Regions from separate parts of the Mus musculus genome. Here region 1 is linked to region 2. The links are chromatin contacts, called in public HiChIP or PLAC-seq maps. All regions are on one chromosome and are shown on one strand. Each heading gives the region's core, a stretch centred on a gene start, on an enhancer-like site or on the middle of the called end of the contact. The rest is flanking DNA. Distances are from core to core; before and after follow the strand shown.

Region 1 (6,345 bases), core at 3,703-6,202, 67 kb after region 2:
ATGGTTGCTGCAGAGATGGTTAGATATGGAATTTTTTTTAGTAGGATGAAGAACTGCTAGTATAAATTTTATCCTTGTTTTAGTGTTGATCCTGTAGCTCAGCAGCCACTAGTAAGGACTCCTGACACGTTAATTTTCTTGCAACATTCTCCTTTAGGTGTTGAGGGTTAACTTCATGCTGCTATGTTCAGGTACAGTTCCCCATGGTCCATAATAAAGTTTGAGAGGATCATACAGACTATGACCCAAAGATCAAATATACAGGAAGTAGAAGCAATTTGTTGAAGCTGATTCCAGGGACACGCCAAGATAACCATGAAAAATGAAACTAAGATCCTCTAGATTGGTGATACTCCTACTACACAGACTCTTGTGGGAACCTAAGTTATCATCTGCAGTCATACTGAAGAAGCATTGGATCAAAAGGACTAATAATTTGCTATATACTTATTTGGCATAAGAGATTAAAACACTGTTCTATACAAAGATCTATAAAACTTTAAGCAAAGGAGGCTCAGAAAACAAGAAGCTGTTAGGACATAAAGCCACTCTGAGATTTGCTACTAATGGAAATTTGCAAAGTGGAGTGATCCTGAAACTGTGAATAAATATTGTTTCTTGATTTACCTTATAAAATCCTTTAAAATTTATAAAAATTCCATTTTACATGATGGAAAATATACACTGAACAATTTACTAACAAAATGTTTAAAAAATTGTTCACTCGGATATGCATAGCCTGGGGAAAATGGAAGAAGTTGGACTAAACACAATCAAATATAAAGAAAGAAATATGAAGAAGACATAATGGATTGACAGAGAAACCTGTGCTATAGTTGTGATTCTTTTTGATATTTGCCCATAAACAAGATAAGAGTTATAAAAAAAATAAAGATACTAACTAAAATTTTCAAGATGTTTGGTGAGAATTTACTTTCTATGGTCACATAATTATCCATTTACACTGTCTTTGGGCTGAAGAAAGCTAATGATAAAATGCTCTTCTCAGAAGATCTGTTGAAGATCCTCTGTTCAGGTGTAGCTTGTAAGTTTGGCAAGAGACAGACATGCAAAAAATGACAGCGTACTCACAAATTTCAAAGAAGTAAGACAGGTTATTGTAGTTTGGGTAAGCTCACCTATCAGTGCTTCCAGAGGACATAAAGTATCTGAGGAAAAGAAATAATGAAGAGAAGAACGTGAATATGGCAAATATTTCCACCTCACATTACTACTTAGAAAGCAGACTGAGTCAGGATCAGGGAGCAGCAAGGTGGAGAGAATGGTAGAAGTACCAAGGAGATATATGTGTCCCTCTATGAGTCAGGTTCCCCCAATTAAGGGTCACATAACTGCTTTTAGACACTCTTCACTTCCACCACATTGCTCAGGTACACTTCACTATTTTTTTTTCATTGTACTGGCTGACAACAAAGTTCAGTGCTTCTTGGGCCCCATCTTCCTTCATACTCGATTTCACTATGCCACCCAGGATGTGACCTAGAACAGGGTAAAGGTTTAGGTTCAGAAATAGTATGAGGATGGTCAGCAGAAATCGTTGAGCATGGAGCAGGTAGGCTATGGTCTTCTTAGAATTGGAATTGAATCCAAGGCTAGAAGTGAAACTGCAGTAAGCCTGGAGCAGGCAATGAGTATAGCCTGGAAATGAGTTGGCTTTTTATGGTGTGCTCTTAGTTTCCATTGACTCCTTGCCAGCACCATATGCTTTTTTTTTTTTTCACCCTTTCCCCTCATTTGTTTATTCCTGCCCTCTATATTTTCTCTCTCTTCTCATTTTTCCTTCAGGATGCCTGATATTTATTCACTTCTGTCCCTTTCTGTTTCAAATCTCCTTCCTGAAATCTCCATCTCTTCTATATCTCCCCTTTTTATTCTTTCATATTTCCAGATTATCTCTTCACCCCAACTTTTTCAACCATCTTTACTCTTTCTCGTTTGAGCTTGACTAGTTAGTCTTCCTTCTTAGCATTGGATATCACTGTTCTCTGGCTTTTGAATTCCTTCAACATTCAAGTTTAACACATTGTGTTACAAAAATTCTTTGTCTTTGGGATCCTGAGAGAGCAGTACCATCCAAGGTCACAATACAGAATTCCTCATGGAGGAGTAGTATTTCAGCAGATATAGGACCATTCAGTGCTGAATTTTCAGAGGGAAAAATTCTGAAACAAACTTTAACTTTGACAGTGGATATTTTATTTCTTTCCACAACCCATTAACACCAATCATTACATTCAGTACAGGAAGTTCCTTGAAGGTTACTTCATGGTTTACACTCTAATCTGTTCAGAGGTCTAAATTCTCAGGACAGGACATGAAGTGATCATCTCTCCATTACTTATGTCTCTTTCACTTGAGAGGAATTAGATATGGAATAAAGAAAACAACAGGCCTGCAGTGATGCCTCAGAGCTCAAGAACACTTGATATTCCTCCTGAAAACATAAATTAAGTTTCCAATAGCCAACAAAAATACTTGACAAACTTTACTGACCAGCTTTGAGGAAGCAATGATTCTGGCCTACAGGGTCACATGCACTCTCACTCATACACACACACACACACACACACACACACACACACACACACAGAGAGAGAGAGAGAGAGAGAGAGAGAGAGAGAGAGAGAGAAACACAACTTCCTTCATAATACTAAAAAGAATTAAAATTAATTTTTTTAACAAAAAGAAGAAAATTTAAACCATGGTTTCATGTTTTTGGATCTACCTAGTATTTTAACCAAGTGAAATAATTCCATGATTGCTGGATTTTCTGAGATTTTGATGGTCAGAATATTTCATTTTACTTTACTCAAGCTATATCTGATATACAGACAAGACTTATAAGGTATAAACAAGGGTCATGACAGAGTTTATATTGAAACCTACTGGGTAACTAAAAAGAAATATATTTGAAAAATGTGGGTTGATCAAACATAATCATGTACCTGTAATAATAATTTTAGGTATTTTTGCTTGTCTAATGGGAATAAATCTAAATCTGCCCAGTCTATACTCCAAGCATATCTTCTTGATGATAAGTGCTAGTCTTCTTAAAATAAATAATTGGTTTGGTGCCCAGATTCCGCTGAGACTAGTCTGTGCAGGTGAGAGTGTGGACTACAGAAGCTAACAGCTTCTGGGACAGGCAGAAGCCACAGACCTTCTGAAGCAGACCCCATTTCAGGCTCCAGACATCCAGGCACCTTCCCTGCCAGAGCAGAGGTGTCCACACCGCACAGGAAGGCTTTGCCACAGCACCTGGGGGAGCCATCCTGGTTTCCGGATCCCACCAAGACTAGTCTGCATAGGTGAGAGTTTGGACTACAGAAGCTACACAGATTCTGGGACAAGCCCAGTTTCGGGCCTTCATCTTCTGCCAGGATGCAGGTCCAAGTGCCAGATATCTGTCCACCTGCCCTGCAAGAGGAGAGCTGGTGAGGATGTGGAGAAAGAGGAACACTCCTCCATTGTTGGTGGGATTGCAAGCTTGTATAACCGCTCTGGAAATCAGTCTGTTGGTTCCTTGGAAAATTGGACATAGTACTACTGGAGAATCCTGCAATACCTCTCCTGGGCATATATCCAGAAGATGTTCCAACTGGTAAGAAGGACACATGCTCCACTATGTTCATAGCAGCCTTATTTATAATAGCCAGAAGCTGGAAAGAACCCAGATGCCCCTCAACAGAGGAATGGATACAGAAAATGTGGTACATTTTCACAATAGAGTACTACTCAGCTATTAAAATGAATGATTTTATGAAATTCCTAGGCAAATGGATGGACCTGTAGGGCACCATCCTGAGTGAGGTAACCCAATCACAAAAGAACTCACACAATATGTACTCACTGATAAGTGGATATTAGCCCAGAAACTTAGAATACCCAAGATATAAGATACAATTTGTGAAACACATGAAACTCAAGAAGAATGAAGACCAAAGTGTGGACACTTTGCCCCTTCTTAGAATTGGAAACAAAACACCCATGGAAGGAGTTATAGAGACACAATTTGGAGCTGAGACAAAAGAATGGACCATCTAGAGACTGCCATATCCGGGGATCCATCCCATAATCAGTTTCCAAATGCTAACACCATTGCATGCACTAGCAAGATTTTGCTGAAAGGACCCAGATATAGCTGTCTCTTGTTTGCCTATGTCGGGGCCTAGCAAACACAGAAGTGGATGCTCACAGTCAGCTATTGGATGGATCACAGGGCCCCCAATGGAGGAGTTAGAGAAAGTAACCAAGGAGTTAATGGGATCTGCAACCCTATAGGTAGAACAACAATATGAACTACCCAGTACCCCCCAGAGCTCGTGTCTCTAGCTGCATTTGTATCAGAAGATGGCCTAGTCGGCCATCTTGGAAAGAGAGGCCCATTGCTCATGCAAACTTTATATGCCTCAGTACAGGGGAACGCCAGGGCCAAGAAGTGGGAGTGGGTGGGTGGGGGAGTGGGTCAGGGAGCGTGTGGGGGACTTTTGGGATAGCATTGGAAATTAAATGAAATAAATACCTAATAAAAATAAAATTAAAAAAGTAATGAAAATAAATAAATAAATAAAATTTTAAAAATTCTGTCAATAACTAATAATTCAGAGATAACAATTGGGGCCTCCTCCACTCTTCTAAATTACTTAAGGTGTTCATCTCATGATAAATATCTATAATTGTTTTGAATTAATGCATTTTGCTGTCCTTTATTGCATCTTCCTGCTTTTACACACTACCTGCTCAATACTTGTCAATGTCTCCTGGCCCACAAAGGGGCAGTAACTCAAGATTCTGCAGGGCATGTTCTGAATCCACAGTCAAATGATTTGCAAGACCCAGAAGAACTGCTGATAATCCTTTCAGAACTAGTCCCCAGGATGAACTGCACCTGGAACTTACACATATGACCACCAGATGGCACCCTTGATCTTCTCATGAACCCCTGTCTCCAGATCTCACAATCCATCTCACCTCGACGTATGAGAAGCAATCGGGGTTTACTGTAAATGGTGGAGCTTTGCTATATAACATGCCCTGGTGACTTCTTACAGTCACAGAAGGTATCTGTCTAAATATCTGCCAGTGCTTCTCTGGGATAACTGGTGATACTAGGCTTCAATAACCATAGCATGTATTTGCAGATGGCAGTACCCTCCCCTACCACAACTTCTTTCTTTTCCTAGATCCACCAGGAAGTCCTCAATGAGAACTTTCAGTAAATGTAAGTAGTGTAAAATTAACCACAGTGAAAGACAGGAACTTCTCAGAGTAGCAGAGAGAGAGAGAGAGAGAGAGAGAGATCATAGTTTACATTTTTTCAAAACCTCATATTCCCTTGCAGAAACTGCTTATAAAATGCTGCTTTTATGTTTAGAGTTCTCCCTAAAAGCTATGTGACAAAGCACTTATTTCCCAGTGCTTTTCCACAGCACTTGGTAGTTCTGCTAATCAATGTTAATGTTTTCCAATTGTCCTCAGTACGACAATTATGTGTGCCCTTTGTGAGAACAAAGTGGGGTATTTCCACGTTTGTTAGGATCTCTTGTCCCTGTCTTGGAGTATGAGTCACCTATCTATACATTTCCTTTCATCTGGAGATTTCAGCTGATCTAATCACGACAAATATGGTGTTCAGTTGGTTTATGGAGTTAACTATCATTTCAAACTTCTAGTGTTCTGGGCATATGGTATTTCTATATAACAGAGTGTAGTGGAAGAGTCAGAATAAGAAAGAAGAGAAGCTGTTCTAAAGACAGAAAGTATGAAAAAGCCACAGAAATCCACACTGAATATGACCAGGATTGCTGAAAAGTCTAGAGAAAGGGAGAAGAAAAGAACAGTAACAAAAGTAGCCAAAACATTCTTGAAAAATGTCAGGAGTAGTACCACATAGCTTCTGGTCTCACTGTTACAGGTGCATAACTGAAGTCAGTAATATTTCCAGGTTATTATGCCCTGGAACAAAGATTTGAACTGAGGCACATGGATAGTAACAGAAAGGGAAACAGACAAGGAAGATGTTCACTTAAGGAGAAAAACAATTCCAAGTTCACACTATACCAGAACTGGAGAGAGACCAAAGCACATAAATGATTAATAAAAACAGAATTTCTGAGTCCCTTGTTCTGAAGATGTTCCCTATAAGGCTAAGTTTCCATAACCCTATTCTCTTCACCTTCACCAACTGTGGGTCTCTGTGATAATTGCAATCTACTGTATAAAGAAGCTTCTCTGAGCACAGTTGAGAGATGCACTAAACTGTTCTGCAAATTGAATTCAGATCCTCATTCTTTTAAAGCAAGCATTTTATTGACTAAGCCATCT
Region 2 (6,753 bases), core at 1,645-4,144:
TCTTCACAGAAAAGGCTGTCATATAGTGATCCAGAAGGCCAATGATGAAAGGAAAACCTTAACTATGCTCAGATGAGTATATGTTGCATGGCAATATAAGATGTATTTTAGATTCCTTTTAAAATCTATACCACATTTGCACTCCCTCATCTCATCCTAATCCCTAGAACCCTTTGCCCCACTCATCTACTCAACTTTCATTTCACTTTAGAAAATGATAGGTATCCCAGGGATATTTATCAGGCATTGCATATCAAGCTTCAGTTAGACTACCCCCTCCCCCTTGATCCTGGATGAGGCAACCCAGTAAATTCCTTAAATCAGGAAAAAGATTCAGAAAAAGCTCCTGTCACTAGTTATGAGTCCCTCATTAAGACAGGGAGCATGGCACAGGGAGGATATAGGGGGCTTTGGAGATAGCATTTGAAATGTAAATGAAGAAAATATCTAATAAAAATAATGAGTAAAAAAATACAAGCTATTCAAATATAGCATATATTTAGAGGGCCTATAACAGTCCTCTGCAGGTTTCTGATTTTTGTCTCAGACCCTGTGAACACCTTTGATCCCAGGCTCTCTGGTTATGTGGGGGTTTTCTCATGTTATTGACCTCTATTGCTCCTACAATCCATCATCCTTTCTTTTGCAGGATTTCCTGAGTCTTCCCAATGTTTGACTGTTGGTGTCTGTATCTGTTTCCATCATTCCTGTGAAGCCTCTCTGATGACAATTTGGTCAGTCTACAATTGATGACTAGAGTATTCTAGGAGGAATTATTTTCTTTCCTAGATCTCAGGCCTATGTAGTCTCTAGGTCCCAGCACTCCAGGAAATATCAGAGGTGGATTCTTTCTCATGGCATGAGTCTTAATCTGGATCATTGATTGGTTGAACATGCCCACATTTTTTGCTTAACCTTAATACCACTTTATCTTGTATTCAAAACCAACTATAGGTTGGATATTTTATGGCTAGTTTGATACCCAGTCCCTTCAGTGGAAGTCTTGCCTGTTTATACAGGGTGGCCAGTTCAGGCTTTGTGTCACCAAAGGATAGAATTTTTAGATAATATCACCTCACCATTTCCTAGAAGTTTTCATACTCATCTTAGATATGCACACCATTTCCAGTTGTATCTTCCATTATTCTGTCCATCCATCTTTTCCCCACCTGCTGTCTCCTGTTAACACCCGTCTCATTCATTCACTCTATTTTATTTTTATTTCACAGGCAGATTTATGCATTGTTCCTGAGCCTTCATTGATACACAGGTTTCCTAGGTCTGTGAATTGCAGCATGGTTATGTGAGTATATACCATGTTTATTTTTTGTGGGTCTTTGTTACCTCGCTCTCCATTGTCATGTATTAGTCTCTCAGTGAACTGAGAACTCATTATTTGAGATAGGAAGTATACTCAATAAGTTTCAGGGAAGTATACTCAATAAGTTTCAGGGATAAGTTTGCAAATTTTACTTCTACACTGACTTTTACATAGACAATGGGAATGTGAACTAAGATCCTTTCTCTTGTGGAGTAAGCAATTATCCAACTAAATGATTTCCTCAGTTCCAACATGACATTTGATATCAGATTATGGATAGCCCAATTGGCACAAAACAGCTAGACATTAACCAGAAAACACTAGTGTAATGTCCTGAAGCTCCTCTCCACAATTTCATTTCCTTCCTTCCTTCCTTCCTTCCTTCCTTCCTTCCTTCCTTCCTTCCTTCCTTCCTCCCTCCCTCCCTCCCTCCCTCCCTGCCTGCCTGCCTGCCTGCCTGCCTGCCTGCCTGCCTGCCTTCCTGCCTTCCTGCCTTCCTGCCTTCCTGCCTTCCTGCCTTCCTTGACTCTCTTGCCTTGCCTGGTTTCTTTTTTCTTCCTTCCTTCCTTCCTTCCTTTCTTTCTTTCTTTCTTTCTTTCTTTCTTTCTTTCTTTCTTTCTTTCTGCTTTTGTTTGTTTGTTTGTTTGTTTGTTTGCTTGGTTTTTTTAATTTTCTTTGAGACAGACTTTCTCTGAATAGCCCAGGCTGGCCTGGAACTCACTTTGTAGACCAGGCTGGACTCAGACTAAGAAATCCCTTGTCTCTGCCTTCCAAGTGCTGTGATTAAAGGTGTGCACCATGATCACCTGGCTCCATTTCATTTTCTAAGTGGTTTTGGTGTCATATCCTATAGATTGAAGTACAGACCATAAGGTTAAATGATCACTTCACATGCCTATAACTTCCACCATAAATTGTAACCTCATTCTAAATTTTTACTATCATGTGTAACTGGCTCACAAAATATATCAAAGTTATTTGTTCAACCATTGGCCATAAAAATTATTCTAGGGACATCTCAGAGGTAATATAGCCATAGTAATAGGTCATAACAGAAATGACACATTCATGAAAAGTCAATTTAATTGAATTTAGTTATTCAATGCATTTAGGAATCATGCTTGAATAATACTATTGCATATGCAGTTCAAAGTACAATAAAGTCCAAACCACAGTGTATACATACTGATAAAAATATTTTAATACTAAAATGTCTATTGTATTAAAACTCAGGATTTTGAAAATGTTGCTATTAAAGATCATGACATCATTTAAAACTACAGATTAATAAATGTATATCTTGGTCAAAGTTGACGTATCAGTGGAAATTTTATTATACAAGAAAAGAATGAAGCACAAAACTTTGATATGATGGTATTTTCTTCACAAAATACTATAATGTGGTATGAGAACACATTTGGTAATATGTTAGGGGCCAAAAGAAAGTTCTTTGTAAAAGCCTCAAGAAGATTGCCAAAAGACCTAAAAGTTGGACCTCCTCCCCAAGCTGACTAAATTCAGATGAAGGTTACCAACCGACTGTTCTGAGAATTACCACAAGATGTTCCAGACTTGAAGCAAACAGCAGACGTCCTAACCACAAGATGTACTTTTAGATATCATGCTTCCCCTTACAGCACCCACCAAGAAAAATTACCACTGCTTACCCCTGCCCTTCTGCATAAGGGTTATTTCCCCTTTATTATCTTTGTATAAAAACTGCAAGCTTTGCTGAATACAATGAGACCTTGACGAGATACAGATTGACATCGTGTCTTTTCTGTGCTTGGTCTCCGTTTCTCTCTCACCCCAGGAGCAGTCCCCTTGACACCCACGAATATCTATACCTGCTGGACGGGTCAGTAATACTCCCTTCATGGAGTATTTAATTTCAAAATTAAATTCTATGTCCCTTAAATTCCCACCTAAAATTCTGCAGTGTTTTAACTCACTGGATATTCAATTACATATGTTCATGGCCTCTTAATGATGCTGACTGCTATGGATCATTTAGGGCAATAATGTCTAGTGTATATGTTATCATCAATTGAATGTCTGATATAGCTACTAATGATTGATAGTATTAGTAGTATACTTGTGCGACTGGAAAAGTACTAGGATCTTTCTTGTTCCAATCTATATCTTAGCTTGAACTCATAGTACTTTCTGGAATGTACTCAGATATAGAATAAATATTTTTCTATGACACTGAAGCAGTTCTCAATAACATCTCAGCCTTTACTGATAATCCCTTCTTTCTTACATTGTTCTTATCATCCACAGTGATATTCCCCTTTGCAAGGTATACTTTTGGTATTTTTTTCCCAAATTATTCTATGAAACTACTGTCTTCTTTTTTTTTTTTTTTGTGAGACTTGTAAATTGCAAAACAGCTCATGGAATGGTAAATTTTCTACACATTGCATCTGTATATATAGTTAGAAATGTGAACATCTAAGAATAACAAAACAGAAACTCATGCACCATGATATAGGAAAAAAGATAAAACTGCCCTGCAGGTTAGTTGCATAATACTATGGCAGAAAGCCCAGACAGTTGAAAGGGCTGGTCTGTTCTGTATATAGACTGCAAAGCCTAGATGTTGTATAGAATATTTAATCTCAATCAGAGGCATTTACACCAACTTTGATCAAGTAATTTACAAATAAAGGGCACACATATTCTTCTATGCCATTAGAATCGACTTTCCTAGTAGTAACTCAGAATTATTACTCATGATGTATCAACTGGGCTACCCTTTACTCCAATTCGCAGCCCGCATGGTTTTGTATTCATAACTCACCTACACTATGGCTTCTTCCTCATCTCTCCACTTTTTCTCCCTCACTCTTTTTCTCCAAAGACCCTAAGCCCGAGACCGCCAAGCCACACCTTTATCTCGTCTGTCCAGCTGTTGGCATTTTATTTAACCAATATTTTTTTAAATTAAACTGCAATGGCATATTATACATACAGATTCTCTCATCTCTAGTAGCAATCAGGCCTTCTTGACCATTATTTAGTATTACAATATATTGCAAATTATCAAACCTCAACAGCTGGACATACTTTTTTTTTTCTTTTTAAGACAGCGTCTTTCTGTATAGTTCTGATGGTCCTGGAACCAATTCTGTAAACCAGGCTGACCTCAAACTCAGAAATCTGCCTGTCTCTGCCTCCCAAGTGCTGGGATTAAAGGCCTGTACCACCACTGCCCAGCCACTTGGCCTTCACAGCTGGATATTCCTTTTTCACACTATTTGCAGATGATATGGTTATATACATAAGTGTCCCCAAAAATTCTACCAGACAACTTCTCCAGCTGTTAAACAACTTTAGCAAAGTGGTCAGATATAAAATAAGCTCAAACAAATCAGAAGGCTTCTTTTATACAAAGGATAAACAGGCTAGTAAAAAAGAATAAGGAAACAACTCCCTTCATAATAGGCACAAATAATATAAAATATCTTGAAGTAACTCTAACCAAACAAGTGAAAGACCAACATGACAATAACTTCAAGTATCACCAGGAAGAAATAGAAGAAGATCTCAAAAAATGGGGAGATCTCCCATGCTCATGGATTGGCAGAATTAACATTGTAAAATGGTCAACCTACCAAAGGTAATCTACAAATTGAATGCATTTCCCATCAAAATCCTAACACAAGTGTTCAAGGACATGGAAAAAACAACTGTCTCAAATTCATACTGAAAGGGAAAACAAGAATAGCATAAACAATATTTACCAATAAAAGAACAGCCAGAGGAATGACAATTCCTGATCTCACACTGCATGCTCTTGGTACAGAGACAGACATGTTATCAATGGAATATTATTGAAGACCCAGAATTAAAACCACGTACTTCCTGTCACTGGATCTTTGACAATGATGCCAAAAATGTACAATGGAACAAATAAAGCATCTTCAATGAATGCTGCTGGTCTAATTGGCTGTACGTATGTAGAAGAATAAAAAGAGACCCATATTTGTCGCCTTGTACAATGCTCAAGTTCAAGTGTGTCGAGGATCTTAAATTAAAACCAGAAACACTAAATCTAATGGAAGAAAAAGTGGGAAAGAGCCTTGAACTCATTCAGGGGGAAAATTTCCTCAACAGAACACCAATGACTCATGCTCTAAGATCAAGAATTGATAAATGGGAGGCGGCCTCAGCCTCAGCAGTAGCGGTCGCCATCTGGGTTCCGGGACTCCACGGGACCTAGGAAATTAGTCTGAACAGGTTAGAGGGTGCGCCAGAGAACCGGACAGCTTCTGGGACGGGCGGAAGCACAGAGCCGCTGAGGCAGCACACTTGGCGGGCCGCAGACAGCCGGCCACCATCCGGACCAGAGGACAGGTGTCCGCCTGGCTTGGGAGGCGGCCTCAGCCTCAGCAGCAGCGGTCGCCATCTTGGTTCCGGGACTCAGCAGAACTTAGGAAATTAGTCTGAACAGGTTAGAGGGTGCGCCAGAGAACTGGACAGCTTCTGGGACGGGCGGAAGCACAGAGCCACTGAGGCAGCACCCTTGGTGGGCCGCAGACAGCCGGCCACCATCCGGACCAGAGGACAGGTGTCCGCCTGGCTTGGGAGGCGGCCTCAGCCTCAGCAGCAGCGGTCGCAATCTTGGTTCCGGGACTCAGCAGAACTTAGGAAATTAGTCTGAACAGGTTAGAGGGTGCGCTAGAGAACCGGACAGCTTCTGGGACGGGCGGAAGCACAGAGCCGCTGAGGCAGCACCCTTTGCGGGCCGCAGACAGCCGGCCACCGTCCGGACCAGAGGACAGGTGTCCGCCTGGCTTGGGAGGCGGACTCAGCCTCAGCAGCAGCGGTCGCCATCTTGGTTCCAGGACTCCCTGGAACTTAGGAATTTAGTCTGCACAGGTGAGAGTCTGCACCACAGAAGCTGACAGCTTCTGGGAACTGCCAAAGCAACACAGCTTCTGAGAGAGGCCCTGTTTTGGGCCATCTTCTTCGACCAGGAGGAGGTCCAAAAACAAGATATCTGTGCACCTTCCCTGTAAGAGAGCTTGCCAGCAGAGAGTGCTCTGAGCACTGAAACTCAGAGGAGAGAATCTGTCCCCCAGGTCTGCTGAGAGAAGGTAACAGAATCACCAGAAGAACAATCTCTAAACAGAGTCAACTATAACTACTAACTCCAGAGATTACCAGATGGAGAAAGGTAAACGTAGGAATCCTACTAACAGGAACCAAGACCACTCACAATCATCAGAACCCAGCACTCCCACTTCGCCCAGTCCAGGGCACCCCAACACACCCGAAAACCTAGACCTAGATTTAAAAGCATATCTCATGATGATGGTAGAGGACATCAAGAAGGACTTTAATAAATCACTTAAAGAAATACAGGAGAACACTGCTAAAGAGTTACAAGTCCTTAAAGAAAAACACAAAAACACAATCAAAAAGGT

The links. HiChIP or PLAC-seq counts read pairs in DNA pulled down with a chosen protein or histone mark.
Region 1: a RAD21 HiChIP or PLAC-seq map of pro-B cells shows a contact between it and region 2, with 2.0 times the contacts expected there. The contact joins two enhancer-like sites. A contact is called at or near these places in 3 of 15 datasets of contacts at CTCF or cohesin (CD8 T cells, the G1E-ER4 cell line and pro-B cells) and 1 of 484 Hi-C or Micro-C datasets (nephron progenitors).

The regions. Positions count from the first base shown.
Region 1 is chr2:149,345,494-149,351,838 of GRCm38.p6, forward strand. No RefSeq gene overlaps it. Among named protein-coding and RNA genes, the nearest start is that of Cst10, 57 kb to the right of the region's middle. Within about 2 kb of position 4,953, at least 3 of the 459 cell types and tissues checked have an H3K27ac peak or open chromatin away from gene starts, as enhancers often do. A contact at or near this core is called in pro-B cells, where this site is marked.
Region 2 is chr2:149,280,542-149,287,294 of GRCm38.p6, forward strand. No RefSeq gene overlaps it. Among named protein-coding and RNA genes, the nearest start is that of Cst10, 120 kb to the right of the region's middle. Within about 2 kb of position 2,895, at least 37 of the 459 cell types and tissues checked have an H3K27ac peak or open chromatin away from gene starts, as enhancers often do. A contact at or near this core is called in pro-B cells, where this site is marked.